Linked DNA regions of Zea mays: region 1 is linked to region 2. The links are chromatin contacts, called in public Hi-C maps. All regions are on one chromosome and are shown on one strand. The core of a region is the stretch at or near the end of the contact, and the rest is flanking DNA. Distances in the headings are between cores, read along the strand shown.

Region 1 (5,509 bases), core at 1,395-3,894, 130 kb before region 2:
GGTGGTGCACCATCTGGCACACTGACACAATTACGATAACCAGCTTCATCCATGGACAGCTTATCAATTTCACCCTCCACCTGAAATGTCAAAAAACAATCAAAATGCAAGCATGGAATCAAATGAGTTGATGCATATTTTCCAAGAAAAAATCACACTATAAAAAAACCAATCGGAGATCATGAACATACAATGATAACATCATGTGCACGCTTTATATCGTCCAGACCATAAAAAATTTTCTCCGTGTTTGCCTCCTGATACATAAGAAAAATGCATATTAATAACAGTAGATCAAAACTTTTATAGGTAAAAGCATAGTAAAAGGGATGAGGACCACAAACCTGTGAAAATGTCTTATCGACTGCCCTGTATTTGCAGCCAACAAGAGCTCCATCACGTCTATAGGTAAAAGCAATGGATATCTGCAAATGATGTGACATATTTATAATCCTATAATAACGGCTGTTTGGCCAATTTAGAACTGCCACAACAGTTACCTTATTATTCCAGTTACGTTGCATGACTTTATTCCTCCGAAGTGTTTCCGCCGAAATCATTCTCGTAGCAAAGTACTCTACAAGCTGTCAAAACCATCGTTTTATAGAATGCCAATGTACAGATCACAGATGCTTTTAGTAGTATACAACAAAAGTAACAGAAACACTACAACCAAATTTTTATATTTTTATAGTTTACAAAATGCCATTTTGATTTAAGTAGCAATAGTTAATTACCTCATCACAGAGTGGCTCAAGATTGAGGTCCTCGTCACTGATTTTTCTATAAACCTTATTTGCTGCCTTCTTAGCTTCAACCTCTTGGTCAGTTTCACTTTCTATGCCACTCTTTCCTTGGGATATGTTGGTAACTCCATCAGCCTGCAGACAAAGAGTGACATCAAGATAGTTTCTTCCAAAAAAAAAATCATTCGGTTCATGCACGTACCTGGACAAAACCTCTCCAGCCACACTTAGACCTAAAACAGTTCCATGTTGCATTTATGCTGAAGAAAATGACATAAGGAACGTGAGATGATAGTTAGATCCTGAAATATATAGCTGAAGGAACAACAGGCCAACAAAATCACATATTCAGGTGTGGACAACTCACCCATCCTTTCGGATGTAGACACTGAGACTCAATTCCTCACTAGATCCACCATTGCACTAGCAAACAGAAGGAAAGTTATACTTCATTATTTGTCACCAGATAACCCGACATCCAAAGCAATGGATCACTAAAAATAAATGATACATCAGTATTGCATGTGAATTGAAATGTTATCTTGACTCACGTAATTTTGAATGGGTGATTTAGAGATGTGTCATTTCTGTGTAACAATTTCTTATCATTCATGTCTTCAATCAGATAGATTACTTGGTTATAAAGCTAAGATATAATTCATGGATAGACAGTAAACTGGAAGCAGCACAAGGTTGTAAAAAACAGATGCTCCATACCTGTGGACACAACATGCGCTGAAAATTTCCAAGTCTCCACTGCTTGGGATTAATACCTTCGTTTTTCAACTTCTGAATGATCTTCCCAAGCCTCTCCTCAGAAGCAGTTGAGTAGTTTTTTGCCGAAAGAACTGTAATGCAAAAACGAATGAACTGTAATGCAAAAAAACACACTAAATGGTTTAAAAACAAAGGTGCTTCTGCATCCAGTTGTTATAAGCAGAATGAAAATAATTAAATTATAAAAAATAGCAGCCTAAGTAGAGGAGAACAGACAGTGAAATTGAGGCCTAGTCAGCGCATATCACCAATTAATTTATATACGTCAAACAGGCTAACACCATTCGACTTAAATTTCTAAAATCATTTGAGCACGTGCATTGATCCGCTCTGCTACAAATTCCAAATCTCCAATTGGAGGAAGTTGCGTTTGAAGCATTTTCCAAATGTGAGCTCGCTCGGGACCATGAAAACTCAACACTTGTCTAGGGTCGAAGATACAACCATTGGCTGCGAAATAAATAAAACATCGACCACGCAAATTACCATACTTCCCCGGGTGCTTAGCTCCTAAGCCAAAGCCACTCAAAGTTCTTTTTATATACTGAAAAACGACAGACACATGGCAACGAGTGCTCCAGAGCTCGGGTACAGCGCATTACCGTTCCTGGAGCACGGGGGGGCGGGGGCCGACCGCCGCGAGTCGGGGGCGCTGCGCACGCAGCAGACCACCTCAGGCCGCCTGGGGACGCGTCCCGGCGAGAAGGAGTGGAGCAGCCGGATGCGGTGCCCCCCTGCGGCGGCCGTCGCAGCTAGACGGCGGCGCGCAGCGAGGAGCGGGCCCGAGTCCCCGCTGGCCGCGGCGGCGGAGGCGGCCATGAGGAGCAGAGAGTGGAGCGACGGCCGCGGGGGCATCACGGGGCACCGGGTAGGGTTCCGGCAGCCTGGTTGGTCAGAGGCGCGGGGACATGGGGCAGGCAGAGCAGGGGAGGAGGGGTTTGGGTGTGGGGGGCTTGGTAAAGAAGAAAGGGAGAGGCGGGGCGGGGGAAGATAGATTGGGTAGGAAGGGGGGTTTAGGGTTTTGTTCATTTCGCCTTCAACGTCGTCGTCGTCCGCCGCGCGTGCGGCGTTCCGGGGTTTCTGCGCCGTGTCTTTAGGGTCGGGTCCCGCTGTTCAGCGACGAATGGTACGAACGTGACAAATGAGGAGCCTTTCACCTGTGTGTTAGACTGAGCAGCTCTAAATGCCTCTAAAAGAATATTCTTTGTTCTTTACAGAACTCTTTAAAACATTCTGTCCTCTATATTTTCTCTATCTCCAATAACGTTCTCTAAATTTGATCTTCTATATCTACAGTAATAATATACTCTATATACTCAATTTTTTAACAAATTAATACAATTAGAACTCATGTACGTAACACAAAAAATAAGTTTTTTTTTATTTTGAAAGTTATATATTTTTCGAAATCATACTAGTACGTAGTTGAAAACCGAATTCTGGAATCTAAAAATATTTTTTATTCATATATTTATTAGGAGAACAATGAACTCAACGATGTTGTATATATTTTTTGGTGCTCGAAACAAAAAATGTTTGTATTTGTCAATAAAGATTCGTTGAATGCTTAAATTAATTTGAAATGTGATGAACAATCAATTTTTGCTTTGTGATGGTGTATCCGTATCGGCTTTACTTCGTGGCTTCCATCGTGACTGCGTATATAGCGCGTGCTTCAGCAACCGCTACATTTAGAGTACTCTGGAGGAGCGCTACAATTTACAGGGTTGTTTCCCGGTTGTTGTTGGAGGGTGAGGGGAAGCCGAGAAACGTTATATTTAATGTTCAGAACCGTATACAGGTCCTTGCTGGAGGCAACCTTAGGCTCCCAAACTCTTACTATGCCAGCTTTAGTGTTGTCTATTACTTCTCTAAGAAAACAATTTTCTCCTTATTTTCAAAAGAGTTCTAGAAAACACCTTGTTTGGTTGTAAATATAGCTCATCCTAAAGTTTCTTCTAAGATATAGAGTCGATGAAGACAAATACATAGAAAATGAGTTATTCCCTCTTTTCTAGGAAGAGCTCTTCAAACAATCTCCCCTTTAGTAGATTTTTTAAAGAGTTGTTGAAGAAGCTCTTGAAAGAGTCCTACCAAAAGAGACCTTATTATTTCACGCTTCCTTATATCCCTTCAAAATTTTAGAAGTCCAAACTACCTCCACCATTGTTGTTGAAAGTCACCTAGAGGGGGTGGATAGGCGAAACCTGAAAATTATAATTCTAAATATAAACTAGATCCCTTGATTAGTGGTTAGAACAAGATTCACAATTACCGGAGTATAAACTTAAGTCCTTTGCTTGCAATGAGTATTGTATTCAGAGTGCGGAATTTAATCAATAACAATACTACTAGGAATGTTGGTGGAGAATAATGCAAGAGGGCTTAGATAAGAAGAGTAACACAAGTTCTTTCTTGCAAGGAGTTGCTTCTCTAAATGTGGTTTTAACTTGAAGCAACACAAAAAGATATTAGCAAAGAGTAGCGCAAGAGAACTTAGAGAGGGAGAGAACAAGCAAATCACAAGCAATAAACACAAGGGACACGGGTGATTTGTTTTACCGAGGTTCGGCCCTTGAAGGCCTAGTCCCCGTTGAGGAGTCCACTAAGGACGGGTCTCTTTCAACCATTTCCCTCTCTCTATCGATCCCAAAGATCGGCGAGCTCTTCTTCTTCTCAAGGATCACTTAAGACCCCGCAAGGATCACCACACACTTAGGTGTCTCTTGCTAGCTTTACAAGCCTCCAAAACTTTGGAGGAAGTTCAATGGGAGTCAAAACTCCACGCACAAATGAACGCAAGATGTAGCACACACTTTCTCTCAATGAATCTCACAAGGCACTAGAGCTAAACTCACACGAGAAGCTTTCTTTTGCTTGCTCTCTCTTTTGTGGCACTTGTGTGGGTTGTAGTGGTCTAAATCTTGTGTATAGGATGGATCAATAAATAGAGGTGGTTGGGAGGGCTTGAATATGTCAACTATATGACTTGGAATGTTGCTTGGGCTCCCACACCTTGAAGTGGCCGGATGGGGTGGTATTTATAGCCACCAACCAAATTGTAGCAGTTGGAGAATGGTGCTGGCGATGGGCGCACCGGACAGTCCGGTGCGCCGCCACGTCACCCTGTCGTTAGGGCTTAGAGCTGGTCGACCGTTAGAGGCTTTGTCCTCATGTGGCACCGGACAGTCCGGTGCCCCTCTGACCTGCTGCTCTGACTTCTGCCGCGGTACTGTGTTGCACTGTTCATCCGTTAGAGTCGACCGTTGCGCGCAGATAGTCGTTGCTCCGCTGGCGCACCGGACAGTCCGGTGAATTATAGCGGAGCTGCGCCTGGGAAACCCGAAGCTGCGGAGTTTGAGTTGATTCACCATGGGTCCGGTGCGCCAGACCAGGGCACACTTCGGTTTCCTTTTTGCTCCTTTCTTTTGAAGTCTAACTCGTTCTTTTTATTGGTTTGTGTTGAACCATTGGCACCTGTAGAATGTATAATCTAGAGCAAACTAGTTAGTCCAATTATTTGTGTTGGGCAATTCAACCACCAAAATCATTTAGTAAAAAGTTTGACCCTATTTCCCTTTCAGTTGTAACACCCTGATTTTGGGGGTATAAAATTTCTTTCTAATTATCACCCAAAATCATGTGTCACTCTTCTTTTTCTCACTCTAGGTTTTCTCTCTCTCTAGATTCTTTCTCCCTTTTTCCTTTTGAGAAATAGCTTAAAGTAGGGGGATTTAATTATTTATTTTTGCCAAAACACTATGGGTCATGACATGTTGCATCATGCTGAGCTTAAAATATTCTTTGAAGTGTTAGACATGTTTGAATTTATTTGAATTTGAAACCTAGTTTGAATTTGGATTTGAAAACCCTACAGAAAAGAAATGGAAAAGGAATTAGAAAATCCAGAGAAAAAGAAAAGAAGAAAGCAGCCCAAACCAGCCCAGCTCGGCCTAGCCAGGCCGCGCGCCCGCGCTGCCTAACAA
Region 2 (5,671 bases), core at 1,809-4,308:
CCCGGTAAATACCCGGATAGTCGAGTCGGATACGGGTACCCGGAATTCGGGTACTCGTTTTTTCGTTTCCCGCATAATAATATAGTTATTGTCGGGGACCATAATTAAGGGTACCCTCAAGACTCCTAATTCTCAGCTGGTAACTCCCATCAGCATAAAGCTGCAAAGGCCTGATGGGTGCGATTAAGTCAGGGATCAGTCCATTCGAGGGACTCGATCGCGCCTCGCCCGAGCCTAGCCTCGGACAAGGGCAGTCGACCCCGGAGGATCTCCGTCTCGCCCGAGACCCCCCTCCAGCGGCAAACATATTTCCGGCTCGCCCGAGGCCCTGTCTTCGCCAAGAAGCAACCCTGACCAAATCGCCGCACCGACCGACCAAATCCCAGGAGCATTTAATGCAAAGGTGGCCTGACACCTTTATCCTGACGCGCGCCCCTCAGCCAACAGAGCCGAAGTGACCGCCGTCACTTCGCCGCTCCACTGACCGGCGTGACAGAAAGACAGCGCCGCCTGCGCCGCTCCGACTGCGGTGCCACTTGACAGAGTGAGGCTGACAGGCAGTCAGGCCCGGCCGCAGGCACCATAGGAAGCTCCGCTCCGCCCGACCGAGGGCTTGGACTCGGGCTAAGCCCCGGAAGACGGCGACCTCCGCTCCGCCCGACCCAGGGCTCGGACTCGGGCTAAGCCCCGAAAGACGGCAAACTCCGCTCCGCCCGACCCAGGGCTTGGACTCGGGCTAAGCCCCGCAAGACGGCGAACTCCGCTCCGCCCGACCCAGGGCTCGGACTCGGGCTAAGCCCCGGAAGACGGCAAACTCCGCTCCGCCCGACCCAGGGCTCGGACTTGGGCTCAGCCCCAGAAGACGGCAAACTCTGCTCCGCCCGACCCAGGGCTCGGACTTGGGCTCAGCCCCAGTAGACGACGAACTCCACTCCGCCCAACCCAGGGCTCGGACTTGGGCTCAGCCCCGGAAGACGACGAACTCCGCTCCGCCCGACCCCAGGGCTCGGACTCCACCCTAGCCTTAGCCGACGGTCTACGCCTCGCCCGAACCAGGGGCTCGGACTCGACCTCGGCCACAGAAGACAGACTCGACCTCGGCTTCGGAGGAGCTTCCACATCACCCAACCTAGGGCGCAGACCAGCCACGTCAACAGGAGGCGCCATCATCACCCTACCCCGAGCTGACTCGGGCCACGGGGAACAAGACCGGCGTCCCATCTGGCTCGCTCCGCCAGATAGGCAATGATGGCGCTCCGCATACTCTGTGACGACGGCGGCTCTCAGCCCCCTTACGGAAGCAAGAGGACGTCAGCAAGGACTCAACAGCTCCGACAGCTGTCCCTCCGCCAGGCTCCAGCGCTCCTCCGACGGCCACGACACCACACCAGCTGGGTGCCAAAATCTCTCCGGCTGCCACAACGGCATGTACTTAGGGCGCTATCTCTCCTCCGCTAGACACGTAGCACTCTGCTACACCCCCCATTGTACACCTGGATCCTCTCCTTACGCCTATAAAAGGAAGGACCAGGGCCCTCTTAGAGAGGGTTGGCCGCGCGGGGACGAGGACGAGACAGGCGCTCGCTTGGAGCCGCTCGCTCCCTCTCCCGCGTGGACGATTGTAACCCCCTACTGCAAGCGCACCCGACCTAGGCGCGAGACGAACACGAAGGCCGCGGGATTTCCACCTCTCTCACGCCTGCTCCCGGCCACCTCACTTCCCCCCTTCGCGCTCGACCTCGCGTCGACCCATCTGGGCTGGGGCACGCGGCGACATTCGCTCGTCGGCTTAGGGACCCCCCGGTCTCGAAACGCCGACAGTTATAAAATCATAACTTTTACATATGATATCGGATGAAAATAAAGTTTATATAAAAATTGTAGAGCTCGAAGAGATCTATAACTTTGTAGTACATCAAATTTTGTTTAAACGTATCTTTAGACCAAAATCATTGAAATAATGTTCAAATTTATATCAAATTAATATACTTTATCATTTTTATGTGGGGGGACTTAATGTTATCTCCACGTGAGAACTTAAGGTTATCTTTGTAGAGACTATTTATAAGTATTGGTAACTTATTTGCAATTTTCGATCGACGCTACGTTATTTTATGGATTTAATTGTATTTTGATGATTTTCTATGGCAAGAAATTAATAGATGTATAAATAGCCTCAAAAATCATAAAATTTTACGGAGGCACAACATACGTTCATATATAACCATAAAAATGTTTGGATCATAAGATCTATAAAATGTCCGCGTTTCTTACATTTCACTTTCACTTATTTGTATGAGTTACATATGAAATCACTGTAAGTATCTAAGTTTCAACATAATCAATACTTTACTTTATCATTTTCATATGAGGACTTGAGTTATCTTCGTATAAAATGTTTATTAGTTTTTGTAACTTATTTCTAATTTTTGAGTGAAACTAGAATATTTTATGAATTTTTAATAGTATGGTGTTAGTTCTACAATGTCCTCGTGATTAGTAACTTTGAAATGCATGATGTCAATTTTATCGGTTTTCTTTCCTACATTTGATCTATCACATACATGATTATGTATTGCTTAATTTATGTATTTGTTGGATGGTTGGACAATTCATATCATTGGAACGAACTAGCCGATAATTATCCGGTACATACACGAGTACTATCTGTTATCCGTTTCTTACCCTCCCAGATTATTACCCGGTCCCGTCCTATATCCGTCCTGAATCTTAACTACCCCTATCCGCTCCCATATCCGGGAGAAATACATTAGGGTAGGATACGAGATGACCCTATATCCAGCTATATCCGTCCCGTTTTTTATCCCTAAAGGTTGTTGTTGTGTGTGTGTTTTTGCCGCCGGACTTTTGAACTGGTCTGGCCTGATATTTTAACGACTGGGCTTTTTTGGACTGGTGCCTTATAAAAGAAAAGCTATAGAACAATGTTTGCTGGATCATCGGCCCAATAGCACACTGCGTGGTATTTGTATGTATCTAGTCTAGTCCGATGCCAGCGGAACGTATCCGTGATGACTGATGAGCTCTGCCGTTTGTCCAAAGGCCCAAACCAGACCAGCCAGCCGAAGGACAAACCAGGCGGTGGGCGAGCGTGTACACTGTTGCAGTACGTACGCGGGGCGTAACCGCCACGGCGAGCTGGCTATGCGCGGCCCCGGCCAGCGTGTATACACGCGAATCGACGGGATGCAGTGCAGTGACGATGATGAGATGATGCATGGCCAAGTCGGTCGTTGCAGGCATGTATTACTATAATAATTAAACCAGCTTACGTCGTTGATAAAAAGTTGGCACACACGAACTAAGACCGGCTCCAACAAGGCCCTCTAAGGGCTTGTTCGGTTACACAAATCCAGAGGGGGATTGGAGGGGATTAAATCCCCTCCTAGTCAAAAATGACTAGAAGAGGATTTAATCCCCTCTAATCCCCCTCTGGATTGGTGTAACCGAACATGTCCTAAAGGGTTCTCTACCCTAAATATAGAGGATCAAACGGTTCTCTACGCTCTCGGTCATCTAAATTTAGAGGACGCTGTTGGATTCTCTATATATAGAGTTTCTCTAAACGCCCTCTATCCATTTGAATACTTTAAATAACCGGTTTAGCAAAACTAAAATATGTACAGTACATTTGAGAGTATAATAAATACGTATGTACAAAAAATAAAATTTAAAAATATCTCTAATATGGGTATTTGAGTATAGAGGACGTGATTTAGACGGTGTTGTTGGAGAGAAATGAGATATACAGGTTGAAATCTTTTAGAGGAAACTGTAAAGCACAGATATAGAGGATGAATATAGAGGACGTTGCTGGAGACAATCTAATATCTTTACGTGGCTAGTAAAGGGAAACTTGCACCAGTAACGAGTACTACTAATTAAACTAATGACGTCGTCTTTGCAAAACCTCAAAATTACAACTTCTTTTGTTCTATATATAGTTCTAGTGGCTAGTGTTACGTAGTAAAAAGAAGGGCGCCGTATTTGTCACCGATATGGAGAACCGAATTTTAACCCTCTATTAGTGTCTTAACAGAATTTTCAAGGTATAATTCCCAACCTTCTTCAATTCTCTAGACTAGAAGGGTACTTGACTCTTGAGCAGGGGACCTAGCATGTCGCGACCTTGCCTGCCCGCAACACACTAGTAGAAAAGAGTTCTAAGGTAGCGGCATACAAAAGTTTATACTGACGATTTCAGTTACAGTACGCTAGTGAAAATAAATAGGTGGACCCGTCTTAAGGAACCGTCAGTGGAAAACAAATATTTATACTAGCGGTTGTTTAAAGTGAACCGTCAATGGAAATATCGTATACACTGGCGGTTCACTTAACTAAACCGTCAGTGTAAAACAGATATTTACACTGACGGTTGTATTAAGTGAACCGCCAGTGAAAATATATATACATTGGCGGTTTACTTAATGAAACCGTCAATACATTGCATGATTACTCAGTACCAGAGAATGATCAGTACCCCAATTTATTGCATTATTACTCAGTACAGAGAGTGATCGGTACCTCGATACATTGCATGATTTCTCAATACCAGAGAGGTGATAACTACCAACGTCATTTTCCCAATACATTATATGATTACACAATCTATACCCTGCAATCTGAGATACACTAAATAAATATATAACTACTTCATTACATACACTGACGGTTTTCTTAAACAGCCCGCCAGTGAAAATAGGTCTAACACCATCACTATAAAACTCTTGTGTACTAGTGACAGCAACCATGCAACATACCCCTAGTTCTCCAACCTCCATGGAACACCGAACACGCTGCCGCGCAATACTCCGTATACCTAGCCTTGTCACGGACCCGGAGCATAGAGGGGGAGGAGATCAGCACAGCACACCACGTGTTGCCATCATGCCTGCCTAGATCATCGCACGATCCTTCACGGACACTCCCTCCCGTGAGTCCGTGACCACCTTTCTTGATTCTTGGTCAACTCAAGCTATATATATACCGGCCGGCCTACTGCTGCTGTGCTGGTGAAGTTCTGGTGCCTGTGCCTGGTGCTACTACGTACACCTACAAACGACAACAGCGCACTCTTGTCTCTCTGAATTCGGTGCTCTCCCCGCTCCCGTTGTCTCCGTACACTGCACTCGATCGCCGTGACCGACCTGCAGACGTACGACCTCCCGGCCCGTTCGACGTCTACCATCAGTGGCCGGAATCTGCGGCGGCGAGCCCACGTCCGTCCGTGTTCCTGTGGGCGAGCGAGTGTGTGGGTGTGGGGACGAGTGACCTGTGCTGCCAACGTCCCCACTCCCCAGTCTGTCTACTCCAGCGCCTACATAAAAAAAAATACGAGCACTGTGCCGCTACAGCCAGGGAGTAGTAGCTGCGCTGCGCACCGCGCCACCACCGCCCTCGATGGGTGGCCGGACCTCCCCGTCGTCCATATGTCGTGTACTGCCGTCCGGCAGGTGTACGGAGACACGGACGCACGCAGCCGAAAGGGAGGCGTGGCTTGTCAACGTGCAGTGTCGACCGGTACTGCGGCTGCGCTGATTGTTGATACAAATCTCGGTGGCTACTTTTGTTTGATATTATTCGTAGTGGCCGTGGCAGCGGCACACGTCAACTCCGCCCGTGTCCGATCGTCCCAGCCTAACCTAACCTC

The links. A called contact is a pair of places that touch in the nucleus more often than the background predicts.
Region 1: a Hi-C map of tassel shows a contact between it and region 2, with 2.8 times the contacts expected there. The contact joins the promoter of LOC103629647 here to the enhancer-like site in region 2. A contact is called at or near these places in 3 of 25 Hi-C or Micro-C datasets (ear, leaf and tassel).

Annotation. Positions count from the first base shown.
Region 1 is chr6:102,313,917-102,319,425 of Zm-B73-REFERENCE-NAM-5.0, reverse strand. It overlaps LOC103629647 (twinkle homolog protein, chloroplastic/mitochondrial), which reads right to left and starts at 2,644. Exons shown (of 21, transcript XM_008650737.3): 1 at 2,126-2,644; 2 at 1,464-1,594; 3 at 1,114-1,169; 4 at 949-1,006; 5 at 738-881; 6 at 501-584; 7 at 345-425; 8 at 192-257; 9 at 1-80. The coding sequence starts at 2,552.
Region 2 is chr6:102,187,823-102,193,493 of Zm-B73-REFERENCE-NAM-5.0, reverse strand. No RefSeq gene overlaps it. Among protein-coding and RNA genes, the nearest start is that of LOC100280474, 49 kb to the right of the region's middle. Within about 2 kb of position 3,058, at least 16 of the 20 cell types and tissues checked have an H3K27ac peak or open chromatin away from gene starts, as enhancers often do. A contact at or near this core is called in ear, leaf and tassel, where this site is marked.